Regions from separate parts of the Mus musculus genome. Here regions 1 and 3 are each linked to region 2. The links are chromatin contacts, called in public ChIA-PET maps. All regions are on one chromosome and are shown on one strand. Each heading gives the region's core, a stretch centred on a gene start, on an enhancer-like site or on the middle of the called end of the contact. The rest is flanking DNA. Distances are from core to core; before and after follow the strand shown. Region 1 overlaps Scml4 (Scm polycomb group protein like 4). Region 2 overlaps Ostm1 (osteopetrosis associated transmembrane protein 1). Region 3 holds the start of Afg1l (AFG1 like ATPase).

What was found. ChIA-PET counts read pairs in DNA pulled down with a chosen protein or histone mark.
Region 1: a contact with region 2 is called in an RNA polymerase II ChIA-PET map of memory CD8 T cells, with 89 read pairs. The contact joins two enhancer-like sites. A contact is called at or near these places in 7 of 39 promoter capture datasets (the 3T3-L1 cell line, embryonic stem cells, frontonasal cranial neural crest and 3 more), 1 of 15 datasets of contacts at CTCF or cohesin (CD8 T cells), 1 of 484 Hi-C or Micro-C datasets (CD4 T cells) and 3 of 115 datasets of contacts at active chromatin or transcription factors (CD8 T cells, memory CD8 T cells and thymic regulatory T cells).
Region 3: an RNA polymerase II ChIA-PET map of memory CD8 T cells shows a contact between it and region 2, with 43 read pairs. The contact joins the promoter of Afg1l here to the enhancer-like site in region 2. A contact is called at or near these places in 1 of 39 promoter capture datasets (hippocampal neurons), 1 of 484 Hi-C or Micro-C datasets (CD4 T cells), 2 of 115 datasets of contacts at active chromatin or transcription factors (embryonic stem cells and memory CD8 T cells) and 1 of 9 other capture datasets (liver).

The regions. Positions count from the first base shown.
Region 1 is chr10:42,895,697-42,899,263 of GRCm38.p6, forward strand. The region is part of intron 1 of Scml4 (Scm polycomb group protein like 4); the gene reads left to right. Among named protein-coding and RNA genes, the nearest start is that of Gm34006, 29 kb to the left of the region's middle. Within about 2 kb of position 2,140, at least 90 of the 459 cell types and tissues checked have an H3K27ac peak or open chromatin away from gene starts, as enhancers often do. A contact at or near this core is called in CD8 T cells, memory CD8 T cells and thymic regulatory T cells, where this site is marked.
Region 2 is chr10:42,697,552-42,700,693 of GRCm38.p6, forward strand. It overlaps Ostm1 (osteopetrosis associated transmembrane protein 1), which reads left to right. Exons shown (of 6, transcript NM_172416.3): 5 at 557-722; 6 at 2,932-3,142. The coding sequence ends at 2,987. Among named protein-coding and RNA genes, the nearest start is that of Ostm1, 20 kb to the left of the region's middle. Within about 2 kb of position 1,675, at least 36 of the 459 cell types and tissues checked have an H3K27ac peak or open chromatin away from gene starts, as enhancers often do. A contact at or near this core is called in CD8 T cells, memory CD8 T cells and thymic regulatory T cells, where this site is marked.
Region 3 is chr10:42,477,058-42,480,586 of GRCm38.p6, forward strand. Afg1l (AFG1 like ATPase) reads right to left here and starts at 1,508. Exons shown (of 13, transcript NM_145743.2): 1 at 1,206-1,508. The coding sequence starts at 1,344.

The DNA of each region.
Region 1 (3,567 bases), core at 890-3,389, 200 kb after region 2:
GTTCAAAGGATACACAGACAAAGGCAATAGTGTTTCTGGCCAGCACATCCCCTTTGAAGGCTAAGAGTTTGCCTTTGACCTTGCGTGATCTTGTAATACCTGTCAGGGTGGTTTTGGGGGACAGTAGGTTGTGACCAAGGAGAGAGTGACCCTCCCGACCTGTGCCCCTACTCGGGATGAGGGCAATTGTCCCCTGATCCTGACAGCCCAGAAGCCTTTGTGACCGTTGGTGGTCAGAAGTGAATTCAGCACACTTTGCTCTCCTTCCTGTGAGATGGGGGATTCTGTGGCATGTGTCACTCCGGCCCCCTCACTTTATGTATTCCCTTCTCAGCCCCCACATGCCTGATGTTTGAAGAGTCTGGGTTCCTGGAGAAGTACCAGGGGACAGTGAACCAGTGAGTGCTGGCTTCACATGCCCAGACAAGGCTTATGCCTTGCTGGCCACTCAGCACCCGCCTTTCTTCCCAGCCTCATGGCTTTCTAGACTGCCGAGCCCCTCTCTTCCCATGCAAGGGTTTCAGTAGCTTTACTTCTATGGCGCTGGTGCTATATGGACAGGCAGAGCTGAGTATCACACCACTGTCTGGGTGTATTCTTCTTGGAGAATAAATGAAATATACTCTTGCCCGCTAGCCATCTTTTGGGGGTGCTACAAAGTGATCAGGAAATATACTTCCTTCTACTCTGTTCTTTACAAAAAGAAAAGAACGTTGTGTTGGGGGGTGGGGGAAGAGCAGTAATTCATATCTCATGGGACCTACTTATCATGCCGGGCTCCCTTGGGATCCTAGTGGTATACTGGTAGCACAGACCTGACAAATCCTGATGTATTTGATTGCCAGCTCAGGACAATGCTCACTAGCCTCTTTGTCACTCTACTTACCACCTATCAAAGGCAGCGCCTGTGATTGTTGCATGTTTCTAACTACTGGGGAAGATAAATCCAACTACCAAGCACAGAGAATCAAAGTCAACTTCAAAATAACTGTGCACTTGCTGTTGCCTTTGCTGCTAATGTTGCTGTTGCCTTTGCTGCTAATGTTGCTGTTGTCTACACAATGTTGGCTACGAATGTTGGCTTTCCTGATTGCTGGGGAGGCAGCAGTACTGGTTGAGATCCCACACTGTTCTTGCTGTTTACCCCTGACTGCTATATGCAGCTCATGCTGGCTGGAGGTGGTAGGTCTTCCAGAGCAAACACTGAGTTGCTACATCTCATTCTATAGTTCTAAAGAAGTGCCTGAGATACCTCGGTATTCTTCAAAGACTGTCTTGTGAAGACATCCGAGTTACACATCTGGACTTTAGAGTAAACAGTAGTGTGCCCAAAATTCTGTGAAATGTGGGCATTGTGAAGGTGGTTATTTCAGAGAGATTTGTCCTTATCCTAGCTGGCTCTCCTATTGCTGTGATAAACACCAGGACCAGATGCAACTTAGAGAGGAAAGTGGTTATTTGGTTACACTTCTATATCGTACTCCATCACTGAGAGGAGTCAGGGCAGGAACTCAGGTAGGAACCTAGAGGCAGGAACTGAACCAGAGGCCATGGAGGGAATGTTGCTTACTGGCTTGCTTCTCCTAGCTTGCTAAGCCTGTTCTCTGATACAACCCAGGGCCATCTGCCCAGGGATGGAATCAAGAAAATGGTCCAGAGACATGGCCACAGGCCAATCTGTTGGAAGCAATTCCATCGTAATGAATGAGGTTATGAGGTTCCCTCTTCCCGGGTGTGTCAAGTTGGCAACCAACGTTAGCTAGCACTGTCCTTGAGATAGCCACATACTCTGGAGACTGTTGAATATATCCCAGATTTGGAGAGTTATGACTGGTACTATTTGAATTTTGTCATTTTATCAGGGAAATCTTTACTATTCTTCCTAGGAAAGTATTTGAAAAGAAACTTGCTCTGTTCTCTCTCTCTCTCTCTCTCTCTCTCTCTCTCTCTCTCTCTCTCTCTCTCTCTCCCCTCTCTCACCTTGAAAAGAAAGCTTTCTTTGTAGATCTTGAACGGGAAACAACCCAAAGCAACCAAACCACAAGCACTTTCTCTAAATTAAACATAAAGTATAAACAGAGAACAAAACAGGAAGTGGTGGCTGGCTGAAAACAAGAACTCCCACAGCTGTCCTGGAAAGTGCGGTTCCCTGCCCTGCCCTACAGAACACAGGTTCAGAGATGCAGTGAGCCTAGAGTCCCCTGGCAGACAAGTGTCTTCTACTGGCACTTGCTGCAATTGCTCTTCAGCAACCCCTCACAGTATCTGCATCAGCTCCAGCTACCGCAGGCGTTAAGTCACAGGGGCGTCCTGTGAATCATTGGGTTTTCTTCCACCCTTTCAGCTTTCAGAGATGGAAGAAGTGGCCAGAGGAGTCAGGATCCCTTCTTGTGCCCCACCTGCAATGTTGCCACTCTGACAGGTTCCCTCCAAGGCTGACCGGGTGTGTGTACCAAGCTCTGGGGTTAATCTGAACTCTCTCATCAGTAAGCACTGATGGTGGTGGACTCATGGTATCTATCTAGGCATCGGAGCCTCTCTTCTAAGTCCGAGGGCAATGATGCTTGCCTCAGAACCATGTAGAAACTAACAGAGATGAAGCAGGTAAACTGTGGCAGGCCTACTTTGGAAACTTGTAGTGACATGTCTTGCTGGGGTAGTTTTCTTGTTTGGAAATGGCTTTTTTAAAAAATTGTGCATGAATGTATATGTACATGAGTGTGTGTGCACGCCATGGGTATGTGTGCATGCAATGAGGATGTGTTTGGAGGTCAGAGAACAACTTTGTGAAGTTGGTTCTCTCCTTCCATCTTTTTATAGGTTCTGGGGGTATAGGTAACTCAGGCTGTCGGGATTGTGTTGTGAGTGTTTTTACACATTAAGTCAAACGTAGCTGGCCCAAGACCATGATTATTGAAGACCCCTCAGGTGGAGTCCTGAGCACAGGGTCACTACTAACACTAATAAACGAATGGCCAGTCTGGAGCCAGAGTCCTCAGTGCTGGTCAGTGGAAGAGTCCTGGATGAGGGGCAGCCCAGCAGACCACTCATTCAATTACTTGGTGAACGTTTGTTAGATCTCTGAGATGTTCAAATCTCTGGAGTTGGAGCCAGATGAGCACACCTGTAATACCAGCACCCAGAAGACAGTGGCAGAAAGATCATAGCAAATTCAAAGCCATCCTGGTCTAGATAGCAAATGCTAGGTTAGTCAGGGATACATGGCAAGACCCTGTCTCAAAAGTCCAAATCAATTAAACCCGGACACAGAGCTGCAACCATGGGCTTTCCCACCTGCACCCCAGTTCCTGTAATAACAACTCTGAAACTTAATTCTATGTGAATAAAAGCCTAGGCCATAAGCTCGGGCTTGTAACTCAGTTATCACGTTAAATCTAGTCTGAGGCTGTCGTAAGGCTAGCTACTCTCCTAAGTTTCATGCATCTGTCTCCTCAGAGTTCAGGGCGAATCTCTTCCTGCGCCTGACTCTATCCTAGAATTCCGCTCTCCCTCCCAGAACTCTCACCTCCTGTTTCTTGTCTCAGCTCATCGGCCAATCAGCTTTTT
Region 2 (3,142 bases), core at 425-2,924:
ACACTGCTCTGGACCATCGAGTGGTGCTTAGGATAGGCAAAGGCACCGAGCATGGCTGCTCATAGGGCTTGGGGTTTTTACCTCTCAGCCCCATGACTGTACTTGTTTAACAGCTCTTAGTACTAAATCACCTTTAACCAGGAGACAGAGTCTTTACTCTGGTTTTATAACTACACATTCTCTGGGAGATAAAATTACTGACATTCTGGTATATCTCAGTGATAATTATGTATTTAGAATATACCTTATTTTGTGTGTGTGTGTTTTGTTTTGTTTTTTTTTTCTGAGTTCGAGGCCAGCCTGATCTACAGAGTGAGCTCCAAAATAGCCAGGGTTGCACAGAGAGTCTCCAAAATAAAATAATACCAAATATTATACAGTTACTAATTGTAAACCAGCTTTTTTTCTCCTAGCAGAAGAAATTGTTCTCAACTATCAGTAGATTTTTAACGCTGTTTTAAATGATGTTTGGATTGCAAAAATATACTAAGACATTAAAGAGAACTTTAATTAAACTTTAAGTAAAGAGACTATAATATGATATTTGTTTCTCTAGATGAACATTACTCGGAAGCTTTGGAGTCGAACCTTCAACTGTTCGGTCACCTGCAGCGACACGGTGTCCGTGGTTGCTGTGTCTGTGTTCATTCTCTTCCTGCCTGTCGTCTTCTACCTCAGTAGCTTCCTTCACTCAGAGCAAAAGAAACGCAAACTCATTCTACGTAAGTTCCCTTCTGTAGTCATCCATCCATTTAGCCGAGCACCTACGTAAAAGATTACGGGGTCAAAAAAGATTACGGGGTCAAGGGGCTGGGGGTACAGCGTCAAAGCTCTTACCTGTATGCACAAGGCCGTGGATTCAACCTTCATCATCATAATGTAGGGGAAAGGTACAGATCTATTTAAGAAAGATGTGGCTAGTGCCTTTACCTGCCGAGCCATCACCAGACTTTGTGCTCTTTCTTTATGGCACGCAGGCAGTAAGCCGGCGGCTTTGCTGCTGCTGACAGCTGAGGTCACTTAACTCTCTCATTTGTTTGTTCTACTTGATTCGTCTCCCTTGATTGGATCATAAAGATCATCAGAAGAAGAAGTTGTTTCCTTGTATACCGTCTGTCATATTGCCAGTACCTAGAAAGTGCCCGGGCATAGTGAGTGCTCGCAGACATTTGTTGTACAAAAGAATACTATAGTCTGTTTTAATGTTAGCATCAAAATACTATCCCTGTGAAATTCTTTATGGAAAAAAAATCTTGGATCAAATAATGTCAGGCAATATGGCTTTCAGGAGGCAGAAGCAGATGGATCCTTGAGTTAAAGCCAGCCTGGTCTACATGACGAGTTCTAAGCCAGCCATGGCTTCACAGGTCAAACCTGACTCAAAAACAAACAAATTAACACAGCAAAAGACCAAAGCAAATAAACAATAAAACCATACAGAGAGAAAGACAGACAGACAGACAGACACATACAATAACCCCAAATACTCGTGTGAGTGAAGAGTTCATGTGCCGATGCTCATGGCCGATTGCTCTCCCTCCCCCCACCTCCTGCCTTCCTCCCTGCATGAACTGATGACATGTGACTGCTCTGTGGCATGGTTATGTCTTTGAGAGTTGTGCAGAGCTTAAAACAAGGCAAGGAAATAGAGGCGCCTGAGCCCTGCTGCAGCTCCTCCTATGAGGCCAGCAGTTCTCAGATCTCAGCCTGTGCCACTCCCACCACGGGTGCCACTCCCACTGCAGGTGACACTGTGGGTTTTCAGTTCTAGAGCATGAGAAACATTTGCACTCAACTGTTCAACGCACGACCTCGCCAGGTGGCTATGGGCCATGATTCTATTTAAACCTAGTGGCTCAATGCCATGGCCATCATAATCATAGCTGAATATTACATATTTTGCTAATAGTGCTATATGTGATATATAACTCAACTTTAAAAGAACCATTCTTTTTAAAACTAGAGTCTTTTTTTCTTATTTATTTATTTATTTATTTATTTATTTTTGACTCATGGTTTCTCTGTGTAGCTCTGGCTATCCTGGAACTTGTGCAGTAGACCAGGCTGGCTTCAAACTCATAGAGATCCACTTCTGTCCGCTGGGATTAAAGGTTCCTGCCACTGCTGCCAACTCAGAATAATGTATTTCATTGTGACATTTACACACACACACACACACACACACACACACACACACAATATGTGTGTTTTGTTGTTCTTGCTTGGTGTTAGGTATTGAAGCTAGAACTTTATAAGTGTTAGCAATACCCTTTACCACTGAACTGGCGCCCAGCATGAATGTGTTGAGATAGGGTCTCGCCGTGTAGCACAGGCTAGCCTGGAATTTGCTATGTAGGCCAGGCTGGCTTCAAACTCACAATCCTCCATTCTTAATCTCCTAAGTTCCAGGATCACAGGCACACACCGCGTGCCCTACTTGAAAAAAAAATGCTTTTGTCTGAAAATAGAGGCAATGTTCTGTCCTTCGGTACGTATTCTTTCCTTTCCCTGATTGTATTAGCTATGGTGGTGTCTTGGTCCAGCTCTTAGGAGGAATTCTTCAGACTTCGTAATTAACAATGACTGGGGTAGAAGCTTTGTAAACACTCTTGTCTTTTAAGAGATGTTTAGAGCTTGATTTCTAGCTTGGACTTTCCTTGTTATTCTTTATGTACACGTTAACATTGCAGTGCTCAAGAAAGCGTGGATGCCTGTTTTATTAGGTACTGCTCTTAACAAAGTCATGGGTAGTAGCTTCTACTTAATTTAATTTTATGCTCTTCATTAAAAAAAAAACCTTAGGTTTTACGTCTAGGAAAATTGGATCAAGCCATGTTAAGCCAATCAATAGACAATATAGTGGTTTGCATGTAAGCACTGGGTAAGCCCTCGAGAGCAGGAATTTAAACTCAGCCCTGTGTCTCTCCCCAGCCAAACGTCTCAAGTCGAGCACCAGTTTTGCCAACATTCAAGAAAATGCCACCTGAAGCCTGCAAAACGGGGACTCGACCTCACGTTGTGCCAGTAAGTGTTAGACCACAGCACAGTCGAGAAGAAGATGAGCCAAGGTCGGACAAGTTGCATTCTCACGAAATGTTGGGACTGCAGACCTATAATTTATTCTGAATAAGGGTTCTCAAAT
Region 3 (3,529 bases), core at 258-2,757, 220 kb before region 2:
AATAACCCTCCTGGGGTTATTTCTTGATGGCGGGTGTGGGGGGGGGGAGTAAAGAAAGGGGCAGAAACTGTAATCCAGACTCAATTAATGAGATTTATACTTCAGCATTTCTCTTGTTTATAAAATAGAAAGGAATATTTTTTACTTTACTTATTTTGTGTGTGTGTGTGTGTGTGTGTGTGTGCGCGTGCGCGCGCGCAAGAGAGGACAAGTGGTGGGTGTTGGTACTTCCCCTCTGCCATATGGGTCCTAGGGATTGAACTCAGGCTTGATAGCAAGGCCCTTTGCTAAGTGGGCCATGTAAAGCTCACAGTCTGGTATTTATTTCAATGACTGAGGGGGGAAAAAAACCTATCTTGAGACGATGAGAATCGGCATTTGCATATATATACTCTGTTAAATTATATCCGATTTTGAAGGTATATAAAGAAGCTCTTGGAGATGAGGAAAGGTGACTGAGGAAGACCATGAGAATAACGTCGTTCATTTGAAAATATCTGCTCATCAGACACCAATCACCATCCTACGTGCCAAGGAAATAAGGACACAGGGTTTGCTGTCTTTTGAGAAACCAGTCCAGTGAAGAGAGGTAAAATTAGCACTTCTGGGAAAGAGCAGCAGGAGGTTCTCAAGTTCGTGGCCAGCCTGTACCACACAGTGAGACCACGTGATTGTAATTTGGCTAACCACTCATTCACAGACACATGACAGTAGAACGAAAGAATCGAAGGTCAGGGGCAAAACAGATAAATGACAGACAAACAGACAAAGTGATGCCCTAGGAATTTAAGACTGCATCGAGAAAATGGGCGGGGAGGGGGCATAGGGTCCCTGACTGACATGACCATTAAGTCCATCACCAGCCTTAAGAGCCCAGATGGGTTGGGGTGAAAGGCTCCCCACACACCAACCCCATCTTGCTTACCCCCATCCCTCCAAGCCGGGCTCTTGCACACCTGCCCTCTCCAGGCCTGGGTTACCTGGGGAAGAACTGGGTTGGCCTCTGACCCTCAAATGGAAGTTACTCTGGGCAGCTGCCTGAGGCGCTCAGCGCTCTTTGGGGCAACGAGATGCAAAAGGTCAATAGACACGAACTCGTCTCTAGGATCCTTACAACTTGTGAAGCCACGGGTGCAGCTGGGAGGGATCAGACAGTGGGGTGACCCCAGGGCCTTGCGCGGCCCGCTCGTGACACGGTCACTGACCTTTCCACAGGGGTTTCCCAGGGCCAGGGGCCGGAGGAGGGATTGCGACGACCCGCGCCCCGCACCCAACACCTCTCCCAGTCAGCCGGCTGCGCGCGGCGGAGCGCAGAGTAACCAAGGGCGACCAGGAGGCCGCCATCTTGAGCTCCGTACAGGGAGGAAAACTTTATTGTAACCCAGAAGACGCGACGGAGCAGCCGGGTGCTGTGGCGCTCCAGGAGGCCACGCCTGAAAATGAGAGAGCGTTAAAGAGAGATGACCTCAAGCTTAGAAAGGCTGCAACGCCTGCCCTTCACGCCTTCCGGTGGGCCTTGGGACTACAAGTCCCGAGAGGCCTCGCGCCTTGAGGGGGCGTGTCCTGACAGTCGCGGGTGCGCCCCACCCCGCTGAGAGGCGGCTAGAACCAACTCTCCACCCCGCCCCCACTGAAACCCTAGTTCTCCAGGCCTGAGAAACCAATTGTAGCTTGTAGTAATAATCGTGAACCTTCTAAGACCGCATAATATGAAGGTGACCAAGAGGTATATATTATACCTCGTCCAATCTGCTATAATATAGCCTCAATTTACTTTTCTTTCGGTGTCCAACGTGTCTCTGAAGGGTACCTGAAATGTGTTTCTGCCACTTTCTGTTTGAGCTGTTGAGTAATAGAAATTATCTTCTATATAGCACATGTTTTCATGCTTTGAAGAAGCTTATAAGTGGGACAGGAAAGCCAAAGGGCCCAGACTGACAGCTGGTGGATGTGGCAGTCATGGGATGGTGTGACCACTTGAATTTGCGACTGCCCTCATTTGAGGCTGGCGACCCTTTGGCTAGATGAACGCTGCAGCTAAAGACAATAGTGGGATCAAGGAGAGAGCACTGTTGTGGAGGAGTACGGAGATTATATTTTTGTCTAGGTGTGTGTGTCCTATATTGAAAGCGATTCTTCTGGAGGCCAGAAGTGGGCATTGATCCCCCCAGAGCTGGCTGAGATTAAAGGCAGCTGTGGGCCACTCAACGTGGGTGCTACGAACCAAACCCTTGTCGGCTGCATAAGTTACACATTATTTAAACAGTTGAGCCACTTCTCTAGTCCATACAAGATTAACTTTTAACAAAAGACAAAGACCTTCCCAGGGGTTGTCGGGTGGTGTTCAGCTGATAGAGTGTTTGCCTAGTTAGCAGGAAGCCCAAGATTCACCAGTCTGGGAAGAAAAAGCACAAACAGCAATCCTAGCATTTGGGAAATGTAGACAGCAGGGTTAGAAGTCCAACTACATAGTTACATCCTTAAAAATAAATAAAACAACAACAACAACAACAAAAAAGTAAACCCTTCAACCGTGGATCATATCTAAAAGACCTGAACATTTAGCTGGGAATTATGGAAAACAAGAAAGTCTAGCATTCCTAGGAAGGAGGAAACAAAGTTTCAATTGTGTGACCAAAAAAGAGAACACTAAGAAGAATTCCAGGAAACCAAATTGTGGTCACCAGAAGAGGAATTCTGAAGAAACAGGAAATGGAAGGTGTAGTATGGCAGAGTAACTTCAAGCCTTTTCTCTGCTAATATGTCAAAGTATGTACCCACCCCGATGGGACTGAAGATAGTCTAAAGAGACACTTGTGTCTTCTTTCCCTTTGGCTATTGCACTACTGAAACAATGGCCCTAAGAAATCAAACTGCTCCCAAGAATCCCACGCTGGGACAAGGAAAAGGTTGAAGCCTGGTGCCAACCAGAAAAGGGAGAAGCTGGGCTCCCGGAAGTGACGTCACACGGTTCAGACAGTGCAGAACCAGCTTGTAGGACACACTGGAGCTGGGCAATGGTGGGCCAGTGATGCACAGGTCACACCTGACCTGGACGGCTGAGTTGTTGTACCTCTTTCCTACGACTTAAACCCAAGCTTCCAGTCAGGATCTCAAAGATGGATTTGGATCTCTCTCTCTCTCTCTCTCTCTCTCTCTCTCTCTCTCTCTCTCCCCCCTCCCTCCCTCCCTCCCTTCTTCCCTCTCCAAGCTCTGACCAGAACAACCGTATCTGCTGATGTACACATCCAGTCTTGGAACTCTAGCTCCATAGACCAGGCTGGCCTTGAACTCAAAGAGATCTGCCTACCTCTGCCTCCTGAGTGCTAGGATAGAAAAAGTGTGCCGCCCCGCTCGCTGCCTGGCTGAAGCAACCTGTTTTTAAATTTTTTTTAGGTTTATGAGTGTTTTGCCAGCATACATAGCTATGTATCACATGTGTGCCTAGTACCTAAGGAGACTGGAAGAAGGCACCAAATCTCCTGGAACTGAAGATGGATGGTTGCGAGCCTCTGCATGTGTATTGGGA